3 separate regions of the Mus musculus genome follow, and regions 2 and 3 are each linked to region 1. A link is a contact called in public promoter capture Hi-C data. All regions are on one chromosome and are shown on one strand. Each heading gives the region's core, a stretch centred on a gene start, on an enhancer-like site or on the middle of the called end of the contact. The rest is flanking DNA. Distances are from core to core; before and after follow the strand shown.

Region 1 (4,860 bases), core at 1,352-3,851:
CTTTAATAAAACTGAAGTTAAAGAGAAAGAGACAGTATCTACAGCACGGCCAATTACATCTAACTTACCAGGTTCTCTCATAGCCTCCTTCCCACCGCTTGGTTCTCTCAGGTTCTTCATCCATGGTGCTTATAATGATATATATGCTTATTCAACTCTGTAAAAAAAAAAAAAAAATAGATCACCAATTAACCTAATTACTTAACAGTTAGGGACAAAGTTTAAAATATCAGAATGCAAGGTCATTTTATTCTTGCAGTGTATTCAGTAACTATTCTATGAAAATACAAAATTCTCAGTTGGGCAGTGGTGGCACAAGCCAGCATGGTCTACAGAGCGAGCTCTAGAGTGAGCTCCAGAGCAAGTTCCGGGACAGCCAAGGCTACACACAAAGTAACCCTCTCTCAAAGAAAAAAAAAAAGTCAGAAGATTAGAGACTAGTCCTAAGGGGCTTTTTATGAAACCTGCTACAATATAACGTTATTAATTAAATTCTGTATATTTCCCACGGAGTCATCATTTGCCTCAGAAAACTTGATCGTTTGTCTTTAAAAGGTAAAAATACCTCAGACTGGCAAATGCTTACTCAGCATCCTATCCTCCATGTGCAAGAATAGCTGTCAGCCCAGACAGTTCCTATCTGAAACCGCAGACAGGGAACTAAAGCCAGAACGTTATTCCCTGAGCCTCTCATGCTGATGCACCCTTCCCTCTTCAAGCCCAGACTGGGCTACACAATGAGACTCAAGCCCCTCAAACACCACTGTGAACATAAAAGTAAAGTTCTGCCTGGACATGGTGGAACTGATGGGAGGTGACTCGGAAATAAAAGATAAAAGACAGGTATCTGTAGAAGCAGGACTGGCTTTTTTACTCAGAAACAGGAGGGCAGAGGCAGGTGGATCTCGAGCCCAGTCTGGTCTACTAACAGAGTCTAGGACAACCAGGGCTCTGTTACACAGAGAAACTCTGTCTCGAAAACCAAAAAAGTAAAAAAATTAAAAGGATGAGCCCTTAGAAGAGGGAACAAAATACCCATGGGAGGAGTTAAAGAGACAAAGTTCGGAGCAGAGACTGAAGGAATGACCATCCAGAAACTGCCCCACCTGGGGATCCATCCCATATACAGTCACCAAACCAAGATACTATTGCAGATGCCAACAAGAGCTTGCTGACAGGAGCCTGATATAGCTGCCTCCTGAGAGGCTCTGCCAGTGCCTGCCAAATACAGAAGTGGATGCTCACAGCCATCCATTGGACAGAGCACAGGGTCCTCAATGAAGGAGCTAGAGAAAGTACCCAAGGAGCTGAAGGGGTGTGCAAGCCCCCTAGGAGGAACAACAATATGAACTAACCAGTACCCCCAGAGCTCCCAGGGACTAAACCACCAACCAAAGAGTACACATGGTGGGACTCATGGCTCTAGCTGCATAGGATGGCCTAGTTTGTCATCAATGGGAGGAGAGGCCCTTGGTCGTGTGAAGACTCTAAGCCCCAGTATAGGGGAATGTCAGGGCCAGGAAGCAGGAGTGGGTGGGTTGGTGAACAGGGGAAGGGGTAGGAAATAGGGGGTTTTCGGAGGGGAAACCAGGAAAGGGGATAACATTGGAACTGTAAATAAAAAAAAAATAATAATTTTAAAAAATAACAAAACTATGAGCCTGGCTGTGGTGGAGCACACCTTTAGTCCCAGCACTCGGAAGGCAGAAGCAGGCAGATCTCTAAAGTTCAAGGCCACCCTAGTCTACAAAGTGAGTTCCAGGACTGCCAACACTACACAGAGAAACCATCTCCAAATTAATTAATTAATTAATTAAAAATAAATAAAATTTCTGTTCAGGATGAGCAGAGTGGAATACACCTGTGATCCCAGCACACGTGTGTGCGTGTGCACACACAGTTCGCATAATATTACTTTTAAGCTTTTTAAATGTTGCTCCACCGCATCAACATTTGCTTTATATTTTACTCTTCTATTACTCTCTTAAATTCAGAGAAAATGAGAAGCAACGAGTAAACGCCGCACACTTTTTGGCTGGGTATACGGGGCCTCTTTATGATGGAGAATCCAACCGGGGAGAAGTTAGAAGTCCCCACGCCGCAGCCAGATCACCCGTTTCTTAGACTTTCCGTCATCACACCCAGCCGCCCCGGGAGATGCTCACGGTGAGCTCCTCGCGTGCACCCGCGAGCCGCAGCGCGCATGGCCACTGCGGAGGCTCTGCCTCGCCTTACCCTGCCTGGCCCGAGGTCAAGGGTGATTTACTGTCCCCCGTGTTCAGAGAGGGACAGCTCGGGGCTGCAAACTCGCTTCGGGCCACACAGACTCACGGCAAACGGCAGCCCTGCAGCGAGAACTTTCCTCAGGCGGAAGCTGCCGCGCTCCCTGCACACGCCCCCACCCCCTCCGCCCTCCAGGTCCCCCCCGAGGCCAACCCGGGCTTTGCACCTCGGTCCTCAGCTCCAGGCTTCTTCTCCTGTCCGCCTCACTCCAGCCCTCCACAGCCTCAGGACCCCGCAGGTCTCCTCGCGTAGACCCACCAGCCTCGACGAGACGACCCTCACCGGAAGTACCGGCAGTCTGAGTGCGCCGCCAAAATTCTTCCGCAGCGCGCTGGAGCCACGGGAAAAAAAAAATGTTCCGGCGGCAGAGGGCAGCTGCTGCCAGAAGAGGGAGCTAGGGAGCAAGTGGTGCCCAAGAGCGTAACTGCCTTCCAGTTCACCAATATTTCTGCTGTGGGGTGCATTTCTATAGACCAAACAGCTAAAACTACAAGTTCTGGATACGTTATACATGCGTTTAGGGAGGTTTTTTTTTGTCCGTGGGTTTTGTTTTGTTGGGTTTTGTTTAGTATCTGGATGTTTTTGCCTGCGTGCATGTCTGTGCACCATGTTCGTGCCTAGTTGGGGCAGGGGACGGAAGATGGCATCTGATCCCCTGGAACTGAAGTTACAGATGTTTGCTATCTGCCATGTGGATGATGGAAATCAAATCCGGACCCTCTGGAATAGCAACAAGTGCTCTTAACTGCATAGCCATAGCCCCACCTGCCGCCCCACCCCCACGAGCGCCAAGCATGCTCTTTAACCCAAAAATAAGAGGATTCCCCCAATAAAATAAAAATACATCTAAGCATATTTGTGAATAGAAGTAAGACACATTCGAACTTTTCCCACTCATAACTTTGGCTCTGTAAAATAGTCTTAGAAACTAAGACTGAGCTAGGAAGACGAAGGGCACCATTCTCTGACTTTTTTTTTTAAAAAACAATTTTCCTGCTAAGTCACTCACTCTCTTCTGTAGTTCTCTTGAACACAAGGAATGGCAAGACTGATCTGTAAACATCCTTATGACGTGGAACCGAGACTACTCCCAAGCAAAGAGCAAGCCTGGCAGGACAGATCACCTCCCACATGAGGGCAACTACGTATGGTGGGGAGGCTGAAAGCTGGCGCTGGGGTAACTACCTCGCCATAAACAGTCTGCCTCGGAGTAATGACATCACTAGCAAGGTCTCCAGAAACCCTTGCGAAACAAGGCCTTTGTTGGCATAAGTGATCAGACCCATGCCTTGACCAGATCACCTGACCAGACCACAGGCTCTGTCATCTATGCACACCACAAGCCCCTCCCATTTCCCTTTTCTATAAAATGTCAAAGTTCATCTCAGCCCCTCGAAGACAGACTTGGTATATGCAAACCCCTTTATCTGTTTTTCTCATCATGGCCACCTTAATAAAACCCTTTTCTCTGTCATTCATCATTACGTGTCTCTTTGGCAAACTGAGACGCGTGGCCAGACAAGTCTGCTAGGACTGCTGGAACAGGGGGTTTTTATTAAAACTTTGTTAACAGGGTACCAAAGCAAAACAAAATGTGCACAGAAATCATGGTAGTCTCAGTATAACTATGACTAATATTCCAATCACATATAAAGTAACAATAAAATTATCTTACCTAGTGAAATACCTTTTCAAGCTGTGAAACTAAGAACAACCGTAAAGAAAGAATTGAATAAAACCTGGGTGTGGTGGTACATACCGATTATACCAGAACTAGGGAGATTGAAGCAGGATTACAAGCCCAAGACTGGCCTGGGCTGTATTATAAGACCTCGTGTAAGTCCCTCTCTATTCCTCTCTCTTTCCCTCTCCCTCCCTGAGTGTGGTGTGTGTGTGTCCATAGCTGGCTGGCACAATGAAGTTAGAAAATCTGGGAACAGCTTGGGTAGTGTAACTGAAATACAAAAAGCGTTTAATTTGAAAGGCTGCAAGAAAGTGAGCCTTAACAACCCAATACTTTTTTGTTTTGTTTTTTGTTTGGTGTACACGGGGTTTCTTTGTGTAGTCCTGGCAATCCTAGAACTAGCTCTGTAAATTAGACTGGCCTTGAACTCACAGAGATTTGCCAACCTTAGCCTCTGTTAGGGTTAAAAAAGATTTAATTAGGGCTGGTGAGATAGCTCCGTGATTAAAAGCACTGGCTGCTCTTCCAGAGATCCTGAGTTCAATTCCCAGCAACCACATGGTGGCTCACAACCATCTGTAGTGGGATCGGACGCCCTCTTCAGGCAGGCGGATGTATATGCAGCAGAGCACACAGACATTAAATAAAAATTTTAAAAAAGACCTAGTTAAGCAGGTGGTGTGGTGGCGTGTGCCTTTAATCCCACCACTCGGGAGGCAGAGGCAGGCGGGTTTCTGAGTTCGAGGCCAGCCTGGTCTACAAAGTGAGTTCCAGGACAGCCAGGGCTACACAGAGAAACCCTGTCTCGAAAAAAAAAAAATTAGTTATGCATACTCTATCTGCATGTACACCTGCATGCCAGAAGAGAGCATTAGATCCCATTATGGATCCAC
Region 2 (4,860 bases), core at 1,207-3,706, 1.1 Mb before region 1:
GTCTTAGGTCAATAGTAACCAATGAGGTCTTTTAAAAACGAATCAACAAAAGCCAGAGGAAGTCTTAGATATGCTTATCAAGGAGTTTGAAGTCTTCAACCTGCAGGACAGAGGGAATGAACACAAGATTGCTAAGATATGACAGGGACTAAAGCCAAAGAACTGGTGTCCTCATGTTTTTAGTGCTTTTTACATGTTTTAAATATTTTGATTTTATGCAGGCATGCATGTCTGCACAAAGGTTTGTGCACATTTATGCCTGCAAAGACCAGAAGAGGGCAACGGAGGAGTTGAAGCTAGACCATTATAGGCAGTTCTAAGTCACCCAATGTGAGTGCTAGGAACCGAACTCAGGCTCTCTGGAATAGCAGCAAGCACTTTTAACTCCTTAAGTATCTCTCAAAAGTAGGAGGGAAAAAAAAAAACCAGTATAATGACCCTCATCTGGCAATCAGTCTTAACAGGTGCCAAGTTTGCTAATTTTGATTCTTCTGTGTAGCCTAAATACAGTGAGCTTTTCAAAGTAAATCCTAGATTCTAAAGTGTGAAAAATCCAAATGTACTACCACACCATGGTCTTACTGACCTACAAGTATATCACAGGTCTACGGTATACTTAATCAACATTTGAAAGCCTGGACTCTTGAACTATGTAGTCTATTCCAATCTGCTGCCTTTCCAAGTCTATCTCTATCGATCTCCCAATTGATGCTGATGATGGTCCTCAAATCATATTCTGAGCAGCAGAGATCTAGATGACTGGCCACAGGGCTAATATCACTATTTTCGTGGGGTTCCTAGGGGCAGGGCTAAAGGAAGAGCCATGGACTTGAAGTACCAGAGTCTGAGAGAAAGGGTTGATGAGGAAACTAATGGTCACTCTGTCTTTTTTCTCTCTATGAGATAGGTCTTGAAAGAGTGAATAGAGACAAAGGAGAAATATGAATGACAGACGATTAAAGAATTAATAAAACAGATATTACCTTTGGTGCCAGGTAGGTTATATGCAATAGCTATCTTCTTATGTTGAAATTCCTTTAACTTCACAATGTTATCTGTGAGTAGGTATCTTTTAGCTAAAAAGTAGAAAAAGAAAATAAAGTCATTTTGATTGCTCTCCCCCTCCCCCGCAGCAAATAAGAGCATGGTTGCCTCTAAAGGATCCATCCAGAGAGGTACAAATACTATATATCCCTGGTGAGAAGCAAACATCTCCAGTCAAGTATTGAATGCAAGTCTTACATTTGAAAGAGGTAGGGATTGATGGAGTGTGAAGACTGGTTGACAAGATGAGCTATGAAGAACAAATGGGCATTTGCTATCTAGTTGGGGGCTAGCAATGCAGACACCTACACACACACACACACACACTGCAGACACCTACACACACACACACACACACACACACACACACTTTTGCTTGGTTTATTTTGGGAGAAACATGAAATATTGGGAAAAGCTATATCATGACTTCCAGTTTTGAAACTTCGGCACTGAAGATAGCCTTTCAGATCTGGACTCAGTAACCCTAGATCAGAAATCACTGACCACAGATCAGCAAGTCTGGAATGTACCCTTCTGCATCGTTGGCTGTGCATGAGATAAAAACAGATGAACCGTGCACTGAGATCTGACACAGTAAGGTAGTAACAAAAATAGTTGTTTATGAAAAGGCAGTCCTGTGACGCTGTCAGATCTGGGTCTTTAGTTCAAATACAGCATCTGCCAGCTCCCTGTGACCTTGGGCGAGTGACAACCTTGTCTACTTCCTATTCTGTAAATGAAGAAGGGTACCTCTGTCACTGGATGCTATGTGTGTGTGTGCGCGCCCACATTATAATAATTTTATTATCAATAGCAGTCACGCCTTCAGAAAGGCGGTAAGGAATAATTTGGGGGATGAGGACGCCTGCCTCGAGTCTTTGAGAATGTAAGCAGCACAGCTTGGGTTCCCATCTCTTAAACTCCGCACCAAAACCTTGCAGAAAAGGACACCCGACGACTGAGGTATGTTCTCGAAGAGCAACTTGGACCTTTGCAAGTGCAGTCCCTAGCTGCCCTTTGCTTTCCAGGCACAGAGCAGAGGGGTTCACAGTCCGGAAGCAAACCGGGCTGCTCACGCGTGCAGCAAAAGGGAAAGGGCGCACGAGCCTCCTCCAAAAAGAGAGGCCGCGGTGGGCTCACGCTCCCTTCTCTTCCACCCTCCCTCCTTCCAGGCGTGCGGCCGCTCGTACCTCCGAGAGTGCAGCGGCAGCAGGCGGAGCCTGAGCCCGTCACCCCGGGATGCAGCGAAGGACGCGGCACCCGCAGGCGTTCCAGGGGCCGAAACACTGTAGCCATGTTGTTCCGGGCCGGGCTGCACCATCTGCGGGACCCGGGCAGGGGGGACCTCTGAGGTGGTAGGACCACTTCCGGCGGAGGCGGGCTCTGTGCCTGTCCCCCCACGCCCGCCTTCCACTTGGTGCGCTCCAAGATGGCGGCTCCCATGGTGCGGTGTGGGATGCTCCTGGCTCGGCGACTAGACGCGTCTCGCCTTTGCCTCGCAGGTTGGTGGCTGCTGCCTTGGAGCTGCAGCTCCATTTAGGCCTCCCAGCACGCTGTTTATTGAAGGAAGGGGGTGATGGGCTTCCAGGAAGCGCATAAGTGCGTCTGGGATCCGGTTGCTAGAGAAGCCGTTTAGGGTATTGGTAACCCAGAAAGGAAAAATAATCCCTCTTCTTTAAGGCTAGTACCCGCCATTCCAAACTTTTGAAAAGTAGGGGAAGGCTGTAGCATGAGGTTCTGCGTATGTCTTGCAAGTTTAATGTATTAAATTAGTAGACTTCTTGGTGATCATGAAAAACCCAAATATGTTCACTCCGTGGGCTAGAACAGTTTTCTTCCCCTGAGATTTCTTTGGAGGGTCATCAGGCAAAAGTTTTCCCTCACTGCCTTGTACTTGATGACCCGAACCCTTGGTCTTCATCTCCTGAAAGAATTTTTCAACACTAGCCTCACTTTACCTGGTGACCTTGGCCACAACTTCTGCCTGACATTTCTTTTTTTTTTTTTTTTTCCACCAGTAGGTAAACAAGCAGAGCGATTTGATGGCTTGAGTTGAATCACATAATCACTCAAAGCCTTTTTAGGGTACCTAATGGTGAAAATACGTTTTGAAGTTTTTGCAAAACCCGAGTTTGTAGTGCTTACAATCTCGTAATCCTTGAAGATGTGCCAGATAACAGAAGTAAAATGAACTAACCACACTTGGATGTTTGCAATGCTGCTTGTTTTCAATCAGACTCCCTTAACACCAGTCACAAAAAGAGAAGCAATGCTCACTTGCTCTCACTCCTGTAAGTGTACAGCCATTTAAAAACTCCACAGTTGTCCTCAAGAGTTTTCTAAAGATAAAGTGTTTGAACTACCTGGCAAGAACACTTCATATCACACATTTGACAAATTGATACGAACAATATTTGGCACTAAGAGTGCTTTGTAGAGCTATTTGGCATATTTAATTGTGATTGGTAGTAAATTCTTTGAAGTTTCATAAGACCCACACTAGTAGATACAGGAGAGTAAGTTGGTTGCTTATAATGGCTGGGGCAACTATTGTAACAAAGGAATGGAAACTACACAGAGCAACTTGAGAGAACCTTTACTTTGGCAGTTTATACTCTGAAGCTATCCCAACTTGGTAGTTGCTAGTACTTGTAGCTATTTAAATTTAAGTTGAAGATAAATAAGATTAAAAACTAAGTTTCTTCACGGCAGTTAGTGTTTTATGTGGTCAGTACATCCATGTAGCTGATGTCTTTTGTCTTGGACAATTTAAAATGTAACATTTTTATTTCTACAGAAGTTTTTTGGACACTGCATTAGACCACAGATGGAGGCTATAGGAAGGCAATATAAGTACATCAGTGTATAAATACCCTAATTCAAGTACTCAGCTTGTACAAATTCATGACAGATGAGTCAGTATATGCAACACTTTAAGACTTCTACATAGTCTACTTAAAATAGGATGAAAGAATACAGCCCAAATGATCAAAAAGATAGAAGAAAAATGAACTGAGATAGAGCAACAACAGGTATGTGAAAAGGACAGGGGAAGGAAACTTACTGGGTACCATAATTCGTAGACAGGCATTAGTGAGCCTTAACCACCCTGCTGATAGGTGGTATCCCTCATTTTGTGTATGATGAAAAAGATACAGAGGTGTATGATCTGCCCAATCTTCATAGCATTTATTATTGGCACCACAAGGGCTAAAAGTTAAATTGTGCTGCTAAAGCTTGTCTATTTTCACAATCACATTATTTTCTTATTTTAAAAACAAAACAAACAAACAAAATGCTTGGAGACATTTTGAATGGCACGTGCAGAGGGGGACTGGCAAGGCCCAGACCTAAGCCTGTGAGTCTGAAGACTCTTACTCATTCAGATGTGTTTTGAGCACTTTGAATGTTGTTACTGGGTTACTTGTCGGATAAGTAGAATCTCTCTGCAATCTGGGCCTACAGAGAAACTATCTGCATTTTAATGAGACTCATATGCATAAAAAGTTTGAGAGTCTGATCTAGATCTTCCACTTTGTGTCCATCTCCTTTCATCTTTTGCCCCTGGCTGTAGAAATTCTTTGGTTGTGACGTTATTAGAACCTCAGCTTGTATGCAGTGATGGAGAAACCTTTGCTCTTTATGACTTTATGACACGCACAAAGCATCATAGAAAGATGTGTGTGTGTGTGTGTGTGTGCGTGTGTGAATGCATGCTTGCATCGTGCTTTTATGAATGCATGTATGTAGAGGCTAGAAATCAAAGTTAGGTGTCATCCGCAGTCACTCTTCACTGACATAAAACTCAGGTTGTAA
Region 3 (4,860 bases), core at 909-3,408, 1.1 Mb before region 1:
GGGTTATGGTGGGGGCTGGAGAGATGGCTCAGCGGGTAAGACCACTGACTGCTCTACCAGAGGTCACATCCCAGCAACCACATCCCAGCTCACAACCATCTGTAATGGGATCTGATGCCCTCTTCCGGTATGTCTGAAGACAGCTACAGTGTATTTATATAATAAATAAATAAGTCTTTTTTCAAAAAACGAACAAGGTTTATGTTTTAAAATATGTTTGAGGTAAAAGGAAAGAGGGATTAATGCTGTTATCCACAAATATGCATAAAAAAAGGTAGGACCTGAGTGGTAAAGTTGAGGTTAGAACTGACTTTGTGGGGCCTGCCATCAGAGAGAGAGGCACCTGTGGAGACCACTGAGGGCTAAGGTTGCTAGACAGAGGGAGAAAGGATTGCAGAAATGGTAAAAAGAATGAGTGCTTGACGTATATTTATATATGCTGTGGGGTAAGTCACAGAATTATTAGGTGACAAGTTATGGTTTGTGTGGCATGTGTGCATGTTCTGTGATACATGTGTGTATATATGTACAGGAGTATGTACATAGGATGCCTTTGAGTGGTAAGAACTGTCATACAAAAGCTGTTAACAGTGCTTTCTTTCAGGAAATACTCCTGGGTAATTTTTCATTGAATTCTGTCTTGGACCTTTTGAATTTTATGTTGTGAGTGTGTATTTCTTAGTCAAGAAGAACTTTTTTAATGACCCACAGGTAATTATCATCAGTAGACTCTTGAGAAATGTGTATTATAACAAGGTATTCATTCCATGAAGATTAGTAACAATTTTTTTTTTTTACTTAAATGGTTAAAAGTAGGAAGGAAATTAATTTTCCCTGCTTGCAGTGATAAAGATCTGACCTGTGGTAATCAGCGGTAGAAATGGAGAGAGAAATGGATTATACACAGGAGGGGAAAATAAATCAACAGAGTTAATGAAGAGTTGAAAGCAAAGAGGGTTGGAGATGAAGCCCTGGCTAATGGGAAAAGGACCGGAACATGGCTGAAGTGCTGCCTTGGAAGCAGTTGTGGGGCGGGGGAGGCTGGACATTCACTTTGTTATGGACACCTCCGTGTTTCTAGGTTGCTGTCCTCTGCCTTCTGACCATACTTAGTCCTTAGAGGAGAGCTGGCTACAGAGCTTTGGAGGGAGCACACTTGCCAAAGCATTGCCATTGGCTCTGCCTGGCATTCTGGCAGCAGCTGGGCACCTGCAGTCTAGGTGGCCTCTGAGGCTTCTCTACTTTAGAATCTGAATTGAAATTGAAGCCACCTCTGTAATGTCTGGGGTGAGCAAGTCAGCTTCTAGAAGCCATGGGTGGAAACCTGACTTGAACCCAGGGCTTAGGGAGCAGGCCAGCATATCTGCCTGTGCGTGGCCGTCAGAGGCCGTCTCGGTGGTAACCAGAACAGAGTTGGGATGAGACCTTAAACTGTGACGGACAGTCAGCCCTAAAGAAAGGCCAACATGTAGAGATCAGCAGCCGTATGACCGCCTTTGTATTGTGGAGGGTGGGTGCTTTCAAGCCTTGATAGCAGAATGGGAGAGGCAGTTTAAGCTCCAGTTTGATGTGTGACTTGGAGCCTGTTAAGCTGACTGTAGATACTGGCTCCCCGGGGGAACACCTGGCTTTCTCATTAAGCCCAAAGCCTCAGACCCTGTGAGCATGAGGGCCTGGTCTGCTTAGCTTCTCAGAAACACTGTACGCTTAAATGGTATTGTCAGCATTTCAGTCAGTTCTGTCATGATTAACAAACAAAAAAGCAGTCCATGTAAGACTAGGTCACAGAAAGACTGGGGCTTCTGATCCGTCGTGGGTTTCAGTCATAAATAGTGTTAGTGATCCCCGCTAACTTTCGTGCACTCTTTATCCTTATGTCTCCTGCCTCTGAAAGGCTCACAAAGCACAGGTTCTCTGAGTTGTTTCCTGCAGTACAGTCCTTTGTCAACAGCTCTTTCTATTGGCTGTTTTCATGACATAGTCAGGAACCTTGAACCAAGCCTGTGGGATGCAGAGACAAACTAAAGCTTCTGCTTATGTGCAGTGTTTGCAGGTGAGTTTGCAGCTTGCTTCTAGGAGCTGCCACAGTGTTAGAGAGCGGAGCAGATGAGCGGAGGTTTAGGGGGAGTTGGTGGGAGGGAGCAGGAGTCGCAGTTGGTTGCATCATGACTTTAAGGCCAAGAGCAAGTCCATCCTTAAGTATTTCCAGATGTTCTGTGTCTAGGGAAGGGATACTTAGAACCTTTGTGGATTCTCTTCACTGATCGTGACTGCTGTGATTTCCATGATAGATTTCCCTTTATGGTTGTTTTAAACAGACAGGGTTTTTTGGAGGCCTGTTCTGTTTCTTTAAATATCAACGTTGGTTTTAAGACAGCATCCTCATTTTCTAGGTGAGTTTGGGACTTAAAGCAGTCTTTCGTAGACCAAGCAGCCAGTGAGGGAAATACTCACCGCTTCATGGTCCATACTTAGGGGCGGGGGCTGGGTGTTGGGTGCCTCCCAGAGGTGATAGATAATCCAGGAGTCTTCATTGCTAAAAGCCTTGGCACAGTTGATAGGAAAGGCGTGGGAAGAATGTTAAAATGAGACTCCGAGGGTCTCATAGGTACAGATCACCCCAGTTCTCAGCTTGCTGAGTTAGTGGTAGGTAGTGAAAGGTATCATGTCTCTCATAACGAACACAGTGTTCTCAGAGCACAGCCACAGTGGCCTCCCGTCCTGAGAGTGTCCTGTGCTTTCTGGTTTGTTTCCTGTCCCCTGTTTTGCCTCATCTATACTTGCCCTGACTTTTAATATAACTTCTGACCCTTCCTTAAAATTATATTTCAGCTACTTACTGACTTGTCAGAAAATGATTTGTCTTTACTTGAGAAGCAGTTTTAAAGGGAGGTTCAGTTGTGGTCTCTGAGGTCAGGGTACCAGGCCTTGAGAGTCAGGTGTGGCATATGCTAACATAGTTAACATATAAATAACATATGTAATACTGTTACACCCTCCACCCCTCCCTCTTTACTAATCGATATTAAATAATCCTCCTGTCTCCGTAGATAGGAGGCTTGGAGGAATTGTTTAAAAGCTGCTGCAGGGTCTCGAGCAGAGGAGGTGAATGGTTGCTGAGATTTAGCTTAGATAGTAGCCAGGCTTCGTCCCTGAAAGACAAGGACTATTTTTCTCTTCACTTTTCTTTAAGGGAAATTGTGTTTTAAATTCAGATTTTGGTTTTTAAACCCATTATTCTCCAGTGATCTTTGCCAGATTTCACTAAGGGTATCAACAGTCCAGGCCTCAGCAGGATTCAGAAATGGGGAGAGACAGGTAGGTGCTTATGAAGGGTGCTCAGTACCCAGAGGCAAAGGATGTCAAATTTGGGGGAAGCGTCCTGATCCTAAAAGACATCAGGTTGCCCTATAAATAGCTACAAGTTGCAAAGCTTTACGGCAACCATAGCAGACCAAAAGGGGGCAGCAGAGAGTCATCTGCATTCTGTCTGCAGGGAAGGGATTCCCGAGTAGAAAAAGCCTGCCCCAACCCAACCTTAGCCCAGTGCTACTGAGTTGGTAACTAAAGCACAGAATAGATAGCGACTAGGGGTTCTGGGCTGCAGACAGTCACACAGCTGAGAGAGAACTTGTATGTCTCTTCTGATGATAGAGCAAGCAGCAGCTCGGCATGGCTGAAGCTGTCGGCTCTTCTCAGCACTCCTCTTTCCCTGATGGAGAAGTTGAGTAACCTGCTTGTGTAGCCCATTGCTACATGGAAGGTTGGGTTGATCTACTGTGGCCTTCAAGGTTAGGATGAAACAGACAACATTTTTCATATTTCAAAAATAGAAAAAGATGATTAAGGCTTTTAACTTTATAAAGGAAAAAAAAAGTCTGTATTTTAATGTTTCCTGGCAATCTTTTTATTATACCTCCATTTATCTGTTTTAAGTGAATCTGTTTAAGTTAATTTAGATTTCACTTATAAAGTTAATCTAATTTTTGCAGAATTATTTGAGGGCCTGAGAAGATAATCCTAAAATCGAGTGAAAGAATAAATGGCCATGAATACTCACGCTGGGTTATGGGGGCAGGCAGGGAGGGGTTGTTTTTGGTTTCTAGTTTATTGGGCCTCTAGTGATTATGGAACAGCTTTGAATTAAGTGACATTTTCTCATTTCTTTTTGTTTTTATACAAGACTTTTCAGCCCAGTAAATTAACCCCCAATTAATGTATGCTTTTGTTTTTAGCATGTATATGTGATTCATATAGAATCACATTAATTATGAGATATAGATTTATACATATATACCTTATATGCATACCTTATATCCCTTATATACTTAATACCTTATATGTGTATATATATATACCTTATATACTTACATACCTATATGCATAAAACATATGTCCCTAGTCTTTTTTCTGCCATTTATTGAACAACCCATGACCCATGTTGTGCTTTGACATAGGAAGTAGTCTACAGTTCTACCTGTATCAGTGCTCAACTTGTATCATGAAGCATGTTTAGCAGCCTCGTTAGTTCTCAGACGTATTTTCCAAACGCTTCGTTTGAATGTGTAGTTCCTGCATCCTCCTCCCAGCGGAGCCTTAGATGATAGCTGAGCTCCTCAGAGATGTGGCCACAAACCTCAGACAGCCTATGGGGCTTTTTCGCTGATGATAATCATAATCCAATGTCCTCGTCCTCATCCTCTCCTAGAATAGCCTGCAGATTCCAGGGGGACTTCTGGATCCCCCTCTTGTAGATGAAGGATATAAACCAAGAAACCTTTCCAAGGCCAAGCAGCTAGAGACTGACCAAAGACCTTACCCTGGATTTATTTGGTTCTTCCTCTAAACCTGAGGGAACAT

What was found. Promoter capture Hi-C pulls out the DNA fragments that hold promoters and counts their contacts.
Region 2: a contact with region 1 is called in a promoter capture Hi-C map of pre-B cells. The contact joins the promoter of Mrps27 here to the promoter of Gtf2h2 in region 1. A contact is called at or near these places in 3 of 39 promoter capture datasets (cranial neural crest, hematopoietic stem and progenitor cells and pre-B cells), 9 of 484 Hi-C or Micro-C datasets (B cells, CD4 T cells, cortical neurons and 4 more), 3 of 115 datasets of contacts at active chromatin or transcription factors (astrocytes, large pre-B cells and neural tube) and 1 of 9 other capture datasets (liver).
Region 3: a contact with region 1 is called in a promoter capture Hi-C map of pre-B cells, with 4 times the contacts expected there. The contact joins the enhancer-like site here to the promoter of Gtf2h2 in region 1. A contact is called at or near these places in 5 of 39 promoter capture datasets (the C10 cell line, cranial neural crest, liver and 1 more) and 1 of 9 other capture datasets (liver).

What each region holds. Positions count from the first base shown.
Region 1 is chr13:100,490,008-100,494,867 of GRCm38.p6, forward strand. It overlaps Gtf2h2 (general transcription factor II H, polypeptide 2), which reads right to left and starts at 2,602. Exons shown (of 16, transcript NM_022011.4): 1 at 2,450-2,602; 2 at 69-157. The coding sequence starts at 124.
Region 2 is chr13:99,342,330-99,347,189 of GRCm38.p6, forward strand. It overlaps Mrps27 (mitochondrial ribosomal protein S27), which reads left to right and starts at 2,457. Exons shown (of 11, transcript NM_173757.3): 1 at 2,457-2,546. The coding sequence starts at 2,474. It overlaps Ptcd2 (pentatricopeptide repeat domain 2), which reads right to left and starts at 2,349. Exons shown (of 10, transcript NM_026873.2): 1 at 2,235-2,349; 2 at 984-1,076. The coding sequence starts at 2,340.
Region 3 is chr13:99,372,258-99,377,117 of GRCm38.p6, forward strand. The region is part of intron 4 of Mrps27 (mitochondrial ribosomal protein S27); the gene reads left to right. Among named protein-coding and RNA genes, the nearest start is that of Mrps27, 30 kb to the left of the region's middle. Within about 2 kb of position 2,159, at least 17 of the 459 cell types and tissues checked have an H3K27ac peak or open chromatin away from gene starts, as enhancers often do.